2 separate regions of the Arachis hypogaea genome follow, and region 2 is linked to region 1. A link is a contact called in public Hi-C data. All regions are on one chromosome and are shown on one strand. Each heading gives the region's core, a stretch centred on a gene start, on an enhancer-like site or on the middle of the called end of the contact. The rest is flanking DNA. Distances are from core to core; before and after follow the strand shown. Region 1 has its middle 5.3 kb from the start of LOC112754163. Region 2 holds the start of LOC140173762 (zinc finger BED domain-containing protein RICESLEEPER 2-like).

Region 1 (5,605 bases), core at 798-3,297:
TATGTGTAAATATTAACATACAAATGTGTCAAAGAACTTTATTTTGGATGAGGGTGTGGATCCCACCCTACTTAGGTTTCATCCATCCATCAACCACACATCAATTTTCCTCTCCAAAACATTTCCCTTCATGGCTTCATGCCTTACAAGGAAAGTATGCTTTTGGTACTTACTAACTTGATTGGCTAAAACATTATATTTTTGGTTCTAAAATTTAGTTGTTTTACTTTTTTTTATATCTTTTGCTCATTTTTATTAACTTAATTCCTCTTTGTTGATCCCTCACCACTCACAAGGCTAAAAAAAATAAATATCTTTCACTAAGTGCATGCAACTTTAACATTTATATGATGGGCTACAGTGAAGCAAATAAGGACCACAGTCACATCTTTCACTCAAATTTTATTGCATGATTGTGGATCTATGCACGTGTCCGAATGAGAATAACTATGTGCTGTATGCAACGAAAATGATCTCAAAAAATTAATAATTATAGTTAAAAAAATCCTTATATCTAAAATACTAAAACTAGTTAAAAAAAATAAAGCCAAAGTGGAAAGTGTAGGGATAATAGAATGTACGTATGATAAGTTGGCTGGTACCACAAAGAATTTAGAATTTTTTTTTTCCAACAATTATTATTTAGGTTTGTCAGTTGTGTTATAGGTAGGTCTATATCAATTGGACTTTGTTGTTTACATAAAGAGGGACATAGAGCAATGTAACAATGACCCTTTGGAGGGACAAAGCCATGCACACGATTTTGCTTTGTTTCTCCAATTCTTCAGCTTCAGAAAAATTGAGGACCACCATTAATGGCATGGTCAAGTCTCATAGTAGTTATGATGTTGAAATAATATGGATACCATAGATATGCCTCTAACACAATACAAGCACATTCACACAGTCACACTACTACTACTATATGCCAATACAGTGCCAGATTAGGATATTCAAATCATGATATCATATATAGTTTATGAGGTTTTTTCTAAAGATATTTAAAATCTTCTAAAATAATTAATTAGTGGTTACTAATAAAGGAATTGAGATAGACTAAGTTTGAAGCCAATTTTAATTTATCTACTAGGTTAAAAAGATTCGAATACTGAAAAATCTTTTAATTTATGTGCTATGTCTCAAGATTTAGGGTTCCCTACAATAATTAAGAATGAGAATGCAAGTTTACCTGAGGTTTGAGGTTTAAGTATTCTGTTGGTCTCTATAATTTGAATTCCGCTAGGGAGTTAATGGAATATTTATACAATGTGTACAATAGATTATTTATTTGACCCAATATAAGTTAGAAAATGAACATCCAGGGTAAAATGCTACTAATTTCTCAAACACAATATATTCATACTATCCAGAATAACCATCCGGTACCAGAAATAATAAACATCTGATATTCTACTGAATTAAACATTTCTAAACCCCATTGTACACATTGTACAAATACTCCATTGACTCCCTATACTTTCTCCTATAATTTTATTAAATTTTTAATTAGACATCTATACTTTTTTTTTCTTTTCAATTGAAGTCCTATACTACTTTTAATTTTGTAATTAGAATTTTTTTATGTAAAAAATAGTAAAATGATCAAGATATTTCTCCTAAAATATATGCGATTAAATATCTAATTAGATTTTTAATTATGAATATTTTCAATTTGAGTAAAAATATTCAGTTAATTCTAATATTTTTTATACTCGAAAGATTAATTATAAAATTAAAAATAATATAAAAATTTTATTAAAAATATAAAAACTTAATTACAAATTTAATAAACTATAATAAATACGAATAGAATAATTAAACCAATAAATGATAATATACATCCCTTAATTAGTACGTGGTGGTGTATGTGGAGGACCATAAAAGCCTACAAGGGCCATGTGATGGCATGTGAGCAACTTATATGATTTAAACAACAAGAAATAATTCTGTTTCCTAAGGTAACAGAATGGAAGGTATACTCATAGGACATTGACAACAATAACTGAATGAATTGAAACTCCCTTCATATGTATGCATCAATGTGGTCCTCTTATTATCAAAATTTCAGGACATAAGGGCCCCAAGGTTCATCTATTATTTGAGGTTAGGATCTACTAAGCCCAAAATATTTATGGTTTACAATCATCTATAATTATGAGCTTATCATTGCCTAATCATCTTAACCCATCAAGGACCACTTACAAAAACAGTAAGTGTGGGTATATATTCTTCTTTTTTTCTTATTCTTTTTTAATTTAGTTACGTCTCTATGTGTCTTTGATACATATATAATTCTCATATAATAGTAATTGGCATGCCTTTTTTGTCCAAAAAAAAGTAAGAACTAAATTATATTGTAAATAACTAATTGAGGGTATTTTAAAAATTGATATTGGCATCAAATGGGAGTTTTTTTTTTTTTTCCTCAACCAACTTTTTCAGTGTTAAAGAAAACAGATTAAAATAAAGAGTGGAAAGGGAACTTCATAAAATTTTCAAATAAACGTTAGAAGTTTATTGTAATGAGTTATAAGATTTTGGTAGAATCATCACTAATAAAAGCTAATTCATATATATATGGTGAGAGAGTCCAAAACTTCATAAAACTCTTTCTTAAGTGTTAGACATGTGATGTGAATATAATTAAATATAATTTTAATGTATGTAGTCCCCGTATTTTATCATGTTAAAAATTTTAAAATATCTCTATATATGTATTTGTTTTACATATATAGAATATTCACGTCATCAATTTTACTATTTCATAAGATATATTTGTTTTGTGATGGTTTCGTGTCTAACTTTTTACCACCAACAAATATTAGAATTAGTGGTTATCCATTCACTAAGGTAGCGTTTGTTTTGCAGTACTGGGACAGAGACTGAGAGACTGAGACATAGTATCATGTTTGTTGGCTCAAAGATTGGTACTAAAATTTCTGTCTCTGTTCCCAAAATTTCAGTATTTCAGTACCTCTAAAATGTAGGGACACAGGGGACTGATATTTTTTAGAAACAGAGACTGAAACTTTAATAACATTTTATACCTAAAATATTCTCATTTTAATTAATTAATTCCAATTTTATCCTTTGTGCAAATTAAATTAGAATTTTATTCTTGTTTCAATTTTTGTCTCTCACTTAACACCAAACAAAATACTAAAACTTATTTCAATCTCTGTCTCTTAGTCTCTATCTCTTAGTTTTAGTCTTTAGGTATATGTCTTTTCACCAAACGCTACCTAACAAATATGCCATAGTGGTTAAAATTCTATAAAAGAAAAAAAAAAAAGACATTTGTTTTCACAACAAAATTGGTAGAGTACATTCACCTAATCCTATCATCTTGGTGTGATTGGCTTAGCAGCAGGAAAAAGACAACATATTTAATTTTCTTATCCAATTATCTTCATTGGATATTGTGGTCCGTATTCTGATCGATCATTCGGGAGTGAATTCTTTTCAGTGAAAAAAATTAAATAATATTAATTTGTTTAATCTTGTTTTTTATTTTTTTATTATATTTATTTTTTATTCTACTTATAAAATTAATTATTAGAAATCACACTTTATTTTTTTAAATATTAAAAAAAATTAAAAGAATCCATTTTTTCGATCATTGTTGCAAATTAATTAATTTTGGCCTTCTTATGTTTACCAAAACGAAAAGGGCCTTTGCTACCTAATGATGAAAAGAAAATTATTCCATGCATATATAAGGAGATTAAATGATTAATTCACCTTATCAAACTTCAGCTCATCATGTATATATTATCATCATTTCAATTGGATTTTAAGGTTTTTCTGTTCACTGGGGAATTTTATCATGTATTGTGGTAAGGCATGACTTAACCCTAGATTGGAATGATGATATCATTTCCCTCAACTTCATCAATTTTCATTATGAAAGTGACTTTGAATAATACGAAAAATTAAAATGAATACGTATATATATATTGGAAAGAGTGACAGGAAAATATATGTATAATTATTTAATAATAACGTTTATCATAAGTGTATTATATGATTAAAATAATACTAATTTATTGTGAAGAAAAAATCTTTCAATACTATTCTTTTTATTCACAATTTTTAATGCACAAGAAGACATCAACTCTCCAAGCAAATAATAAATTAAAATGTCACATTCAAATTTTGTTGATAAAAAAGTTGAATTGAAATGATTTTATCTTTATTATCAATTTTTTTGAGTTATAATAAATAAATTAATTATATGGAGAAAGAACTAATAATAAACAAAAAGATAAGAATTGAAATAAAAAAAACGATGAATTGAAATTGAAAATATAAAAAAAAAGTTGAAATTGAATATAATTTTTTTATTTTTTACTTAATTTTTTGATGCAACAAGACAGGAACTCTTCGATCTAACTTATCCATACTATAGTTTAAAAATTAAATCGAAAAGACTCACTCAACTTTTTACTCAATTTTTCGATGTAATAAAAGAGAGACTCACTGATAAATTTTACTTGTCTACACCATAATTTCATTATAAAACTAAAAAGTACTTTGGCATTTCTCTAATAACTTAATATGATCTACAATAATTTACGAAATATTTATAACATCTTATTATTAGGTTAAAATAAAAAAAATTCTAAATCTACAAACATAAAATTTAATTTAATAAATACTTAAATTTTTATATCACGAATATTTTAAGTACGTATCATATTTGGAATCTAAATTAATAAGTATTAACTAGATAGGTGATAAATAACAATAAAAATAAAATAAAACTTTTCACGACAACTAAATAATATATGACGAAGAATCTGGAAATGGAATATGTTGAAAGAATATATAAGAAAGAGTAAGAGAGCTAGCTACTTATTAGCTGTCACTCCCAGATTCCTTACTTCGTACAACAAAAGATATTCATATAAAAAATAGAAATTAGCTAACCCATTTTTTTTAAAATGAAAATCTTCAAAAAAAAATGATCGTATCATATAGTATACGGTATATTGGCAAACTTCATCTACAGCATCCTCTTTTGCTTTTTTATCTAATTTATTTTTGTATATGTCAAGTGTTAATTTAGCATTAGTGATTATATAGGTTGTTCTTGTCGGCCACACACACACATAAAGAAAAGAATAACATACTTATAATATATATGTTGTTCTTCTATTTTATATGGCATCAAATCATCAACTAAATACGCAAGGTTACGAGATAATTGATGGCAACTACGTACTATAGGTAGCGTTTGGTTATTGAGACGTAGACACTGAGATATAGATATAGTGGTACACGATAACACATGTCTGTTGTTTGGTTTGGTGAGACACAGATTTTTGAAGGACACGGATAGACACGGAGACACTAAATTTGTGTACCTCCAATTTGGTGAGACATTGAGACACAATTTGTGAGATACTAATTTTTTACTCTTTTACCCTTATTGAGTTTTTAAAATTTGTCCTCTTATCTTTCCAAATCTTTTTTTTCTCTTTCTCTTTTAGATTCTACAACTAAATTTACTTTTCTATTTTTTTCAAAAAAAATTTGTACATTTAATTTTTTTATTTATTTAAATTTTGATTAATTTTTGATAAATTCTGAACTTTAATTTTTT
Region 2 (5,605 bases), core at 789-3,288, 38 kb before region 1:
GTGATCAATGTGATAAGAAGTTTTCAACTTCAAAAAATTTGCGCGCCCATAAGAGCAAGGCTCACAATCCAGTTACTTATAATTCAAGTAATTGTAGTATATGCAACAAATATTTCGACATTCCATCGTTGTTACAAGTTCATATGAAGGAAGAACATGGTTACTATACATTCTTGTGAATGTTAAGGCATTTGAAATAAGTCCATGAGTTATGTTAAAGTTTAGAATAAGAATCAATATTTATGATATTTTATTTATTACTTTATAGGAGAATTTTTTAAGAATTTAATTTGGAAATTGTTATCCTATTAATTAGGGTTTTAGGATTATAGCTTTTCTTATATGGGTCTTTATATTTAAAAAAAATTAGTCTTCTGTTAAAACTATTTTATTCGATCTTATCTCGTTCATTGCACGAATAATTACACTTGTATTATTTTTAAAAAAATTCAATCTACATTCCAAATATATATATATATATATATATATATATATATATATATATATATATATATATATATATATATATATATATATATATGAATAAATGTTATCCTAGAATACACATAAGCAAGTTAAATTTTCTTTAAATATATCATTTGATATGCATTTCAAATAAAAAAAATATTATTATATCTTAGATATGAAATATTTTTTTATGATGTTACTATAATTTTAATTGTTTTCTCTCATTATTAGCATTTAATATGATTTATTTAATCTTTTTGTCGATTTAATATTCCATATTTTTTAATATTTATTTTTATTGTTGTTCTTTTTTCTCTCTAAATCAATTATATATCATCATCATAACTAACGATTCTTGTGTGGTATTTCTTAATTTTAATATTACAAAATTTGCATAAGATTACATTTATTTATATCTGTAAGATCCAAGACCTTTGAAAAGTTTTATTTTGAAGTAATCCCAAATGATATATTTATTTATAATTTTAATTTCAAAAATTATTTTTATTGAAAATAATTAAAGGCAATTAATTGGTTTTAAAATAAATTAAGGTTTTTATCCAAACTCTATACCTATGGATTATTTTCCTATTTATGATTTAAAGTTCTAGAAATTTGAAAATAATGAGGTTTGGCTATTTAAATTAGGATTTTGTTTAATTTTATAATTATTGAATTATTTTTTATATTTAAATTATAAAGTTGGTAGTTATGAGATAATAAGAATTTTATATGATTCGATTTTAGATGCTTTATATTTATATTATTTACTACTTTAAGTTAAAGGTAAAGAAAATTAATTATATTACCATGTATTTTCAATTGGAGTAATTTATTGAGAATCAATTAGTACTTTTATACCACAAATAATATTTTAAAGTAATTTTAGAGATTAAATTAATTTTTTAAATATTAATACTTTACGCTCCAATTTTATTAAAATTACCAAACTATCCCTATACCTAATTTTTACCAAAATCCTAAATCCCCAAATAGCTCCCTAACCCCCAATTTTCCTAACCCTAGCCGCCTTACCTCCTTCAGCCACCAAAGTCCCTTCTTCTCTTCCCAAACTCAGCAGCAATTCATGGAAAAAAAAGAGAGAGAGGAAAGAGATAACGGAGAGAAAGAGAGAGAACTGAGGGAGGAGAAGAGGAAGGTGGCGCCGGCGCCACAGGTCTTGCTACCGCCGCCTCATGGTCGTCGCGCTCGCAAGCTATCACTGCAACTAGGGGTGGCAAACGGGCCTAAATCCGCCAGGCCGGCCCGCGTAACCCGCCAAAAAAGGCGGGCTGGGCTGGAAATTTGGGACCGCCGAAAGACAAAAGTCCGCCTAACCCAAACCGCTTAAACCGTGGGCTTTGGCAGGGCGGGGCGGGCTTCCCCGGCGGGCTGAGGCATTTTTTTTAAGGTGAACCCATGAACCTAGACCCAGAAGTCCAAAACCCATGAACCCACCCACCCGACCCGACCCAATCCCTAATCCCCAGTGAAACCCTAATGAATCCCTAATTCCACTTCCAGATTTGCAGTTACAGCTTCCTCAGTTCCTCGTCTCCAATCTCCTCGATGGCTCTCACTCGGTTCCTCAGTTCCTCAATTCCTCACCGTCACTCTCAGTCTCTCACTCGGTCATCCTCAACAGTCAACACAGAGGCTTCAGCCTTCAGCCTTCAGCTTCTCCAGTCTTACACGGTCACACCTCACACCCGCCATCTCACACTTCCATTGAGCTCAGCTCGCACTTCAGAGTTCCGTCCTCACCCCTGACGCTCGCTGAGTCGCAGTCACTGAGTCACGTCGATCTTCGGTCATCGTGGCCTACTGGGTTCTAGCCACCGCTGCTGCTCCGTCTGGCCGTCGTCGCTGCTGGTCTGGGTCCTGGGCTCTTGGGTCTTGTCCTCTCGCTGCTGGTCTCGCTCTCTGGGACTCTGGGTCTCCTTGTTTATCTTCATCACTACGACATGGCTGCTCCTCGCCTCCTCTGGTTAGTTTTCTAACTTATGGTTTGAGATTCATCAATTTAGGTTTGTTTGTTGTGTTTTGTGCTGTTTGATATAGGTAAATTAGGGTTGATATTTGGTTGGGTTTTGATTATGGTTGATATTTGGTTAAATCTGATTATGGTTGAGTTTTGATTACGGTTGATAATGGTTGATATTTGGTTAAATCTGATGCAGATTCAGAAATTGTTTCCTATTTTTTTGTGTTGTTTGATAACGGTTGAGTTTTGATTATGGTTGATAATGGTTGATATTTGGTTGAATACTTGAATCTGATGCGGATTCAGAAATTGTTTCCTGTTTTTTGTGTTGTTTCATAATAGTTGAGTTTTAATTATGGTTGATAATGGTTGATATTTGGTTGAATACTTGAATCTGATGCAGATTCAGAAATTGTTTGCTATTTTTTGTGTGGTCTGCTAATGGTTGATGAACCTAGTTCATATAAACAATTTACGTTTGCTTTTATTTCAGAAAATATGAATTCTGAAACTGTGAGTAACCTTGTTACTATTGGAGTTGATTCTGAGGCTGCTCCGATCGAGGTTGATGAATCTAGTTTGAAAAGGCTAAGACTAGCAACCTCCGATGTTTGGAATTTTTTCAAAAAGCTCGGTCCAGATAAGGATGGAGTAGAATGTGCTGAGTGTAAAGGATGCAAGAAGGTGTTTAAAGATGGAGGTAAGCGATATGGCACTTCTACTATAAAATGGAATCTTGATAGTTGTACTCAAATTAAGCATGAAGATATTGGTCAGACTATAGCAGAATTGCAACTTAAAATGGGTTCACTTAAGATTGATTCAGGAGTGGCTAGAGATATGTTTGCTGGGTATGTAGTTGCTGGGGATAAGCCTTTTAATATGGTTGATGATAGGAGATTTAGAAATTGGGTGAAATATATTAGTCCAACTTTGAAACTTCCTTCTAGGAATACGGTTAAGGCTGACATAGTGAAAGTTCACAAGAGAGAAGCTGCGAAACTTAAAAAAATTTTAGTTTCCATTCCAAATAGAATTTTCTTAACATCTGATCTTTGGACTTCCAGTACCAATGAGGGGTTTATATGTTTGACTGTACATTTTGTTGATGAGAACCGGAAATTACAAAGTAAAATTCTCAATTTTTGTGATATGCCTCCTCCTTACACAGGATTTGAGTTGTCTTCTAAAATCTTTACGCTTTTGACTGAGTGGAAAATTGATAAAAAGATTTTTTTCATTACTTTGGATAATGCTTCTTCTAATGATACTTGTGTTGAACACTTAAAAAGTACTTTGGATGTGTATGGTTTATTGTTGTGTGGTGGTGAATTCTTTCATGTTCGTTGCTCTGTTCATATTTTAAATCTTATTGTCCAAGATGGAATGAAAATATGTGGTGATGCAGTGTATAAGATTAGAGAGTCTATTAAGTTTCTGAGAAAATCTGAAAGTCGAATGGTTAAGTTTAAAGAATGTTTTGAAGATATTGAGGGACTTGAGTATACGAATGCATTATTTTTAGATGTTCCTACTAGGTGGAATTCACTTTATGCAATGCTTGCAAGTGCTATTCCTTATAAGAAAGCTTTTGAAATGTATAAAGTAAAAGAAGCTGGGTTTAGGGAGTATTGTCCTTCATCAGATGAGTGGAGAAGAACTGAAAAGATATGTGATTTCTTGTTACCATTTTATGAAACTACCAAGTTGATGTCTGGAACTTCTTACCCAACATCCAACTTGTATTTTTTACAAGTTTGGCAAATCCAGCTTATTTTAATAAATAGTTTGAAGAATAATGAAGTGCTTATAAGGAATGTGGGAGAAAAAATGATGATTAAGTTCAAGAAATATTGGGAAGAATACAGTGTTGTTCTTGCATTTAGGGTAGTTCTTGATCCTAGATTTAAACTCAACACTTTGGTTCATTGCTATAATGAGATTGATCCTATTAGTGCTAAAGACAAAGTGGAGCATGTGAAGAGTAAGTTATACAAGATTTTTGAAGTTTATGACCAAAATTTCTCTACAACTGTAGAGAGTTCTTCCCAACTTTCAAATAATTTTTCTCAAGTAACATCTTCTGCAATTGGAACTCAGCTTATTAAAATTGTTGGTGTAAGTATTTTTATCTACTTGGTTATATGTATTTTTTATTTTTTATGCTTTTTGATTCATATGTTGTTTGTAATGCAAAGGATTTGATGTCCCGTAATCAAGAAGCTGAAGTGAAAAGTGGAAAGAACCAACTAGATATTTATTTGAGTGAGGCAACATTATTTTGCAATGATGCAATCATTGATGTTTTGCAATGGTAGAAAGACAACCATCATCGTTTTTCAACACTATCACTAATGGCACGAGATTTGTTGAGCATTCCTATTACTACCGTGGCTTCAGAATATGCATTTAGCATGGGTTCTCATGTTTTGAATAAGTATAGAAGTCGTTTGTTGTCAGATAATGTTGAAGCGGTGATTTGCACCAGAAATTGGATACGTGGATATGATGATTTTGGTATATTATATTTATGACATACATACTTGAGTGATTTTGAACATTATTATGTACTATTTTGCTAATATATTTGTTTACCTTTTTCTAGAGGAAGATAAAGATCAGGAAGATATTGCAAAAGGAGAAGGCTATTCTTCAGGAGTTGGTTCCAATGATGTTATTGACTTACATGAAGATGAAGATGAAAATTAAGTGTATTGAATTAAATTTAATTTGCTTTGAAGACTATTTATAATTATGTTTTTGGACTTTGGATTATATTTATTTTGTCTATGGGACTATTTATAACTATGTTTTTGTATTTTGGATAATTGGATTATGTTTATTTATTTTGAAGACTATTTATATTTAATATTTATATTTATATTGATTTAAATAGAAGATATTAGATATGTCCTTATAAATATAAAAAAAAACAATTTTAGACAGGCTTAGCCCGCCAGCCCTCCATTAGGCCGGGCGGGCTAGGATTTTGGGACCGCCTGAATAGGCGGGGCGGGGAGGGCCAGCCCGCCAGAGAGCGAGCTTCCGGCGGGGCGGGGCGGACTTCCCCGCCTGCCACCCCTAACTGTGCCCCATCCCTAAGTTGCAGCGCCGTGGACTAACCCCGTCGCCTTCGCCGTTCACGAATCGCCG

The links. Hi-C and Micro-C count contacts between places; a contact is called where the count stands out from the background.
Region 2: a contact with region 1 is called in a Hi-C map of leaf, with 1.9 times the contacts expected there. The contact joins the promoter of LOC140173762 here to the enhancer-like site in region 1. A contact is called at or near these places in 2 of 8 Hi-C or Micro-C datasets (both in leaf).

Annotation. Positions count from the first base shown.
Region 1 is chr6:110,024,568-110,030,172 of arahy.Tifrunner.gnm2.J5K5, reverse strand. No RefSeq gene overlaps it. Among protein-coding and RNA genes, the nearest start is that of LOC112754163, 5.3 kb to the right of the region's middle. Within about 2 kb of position 2,047, at least 2 of the 3 cell types and tissues checked have open chromatin away from gene starts, as enhancers often do.
Region 2 is chr6:110,062,393-110,067,997 of arahy.Tifrunner.gnm2.J5K5, reverse strand. LOC140173762 (zinc finger BED domain-containing protein RICESLEEPER 2-like) reads left to right here and starts at 2,038. Exons shown (of 3, transcript XM_072198337.1): 1 at 2,038-2,224; 2 at 2,856-4,570; 3 at 4,651-4,770. The coding sequence starts at 2,038. The coding sequence ends at 4,770.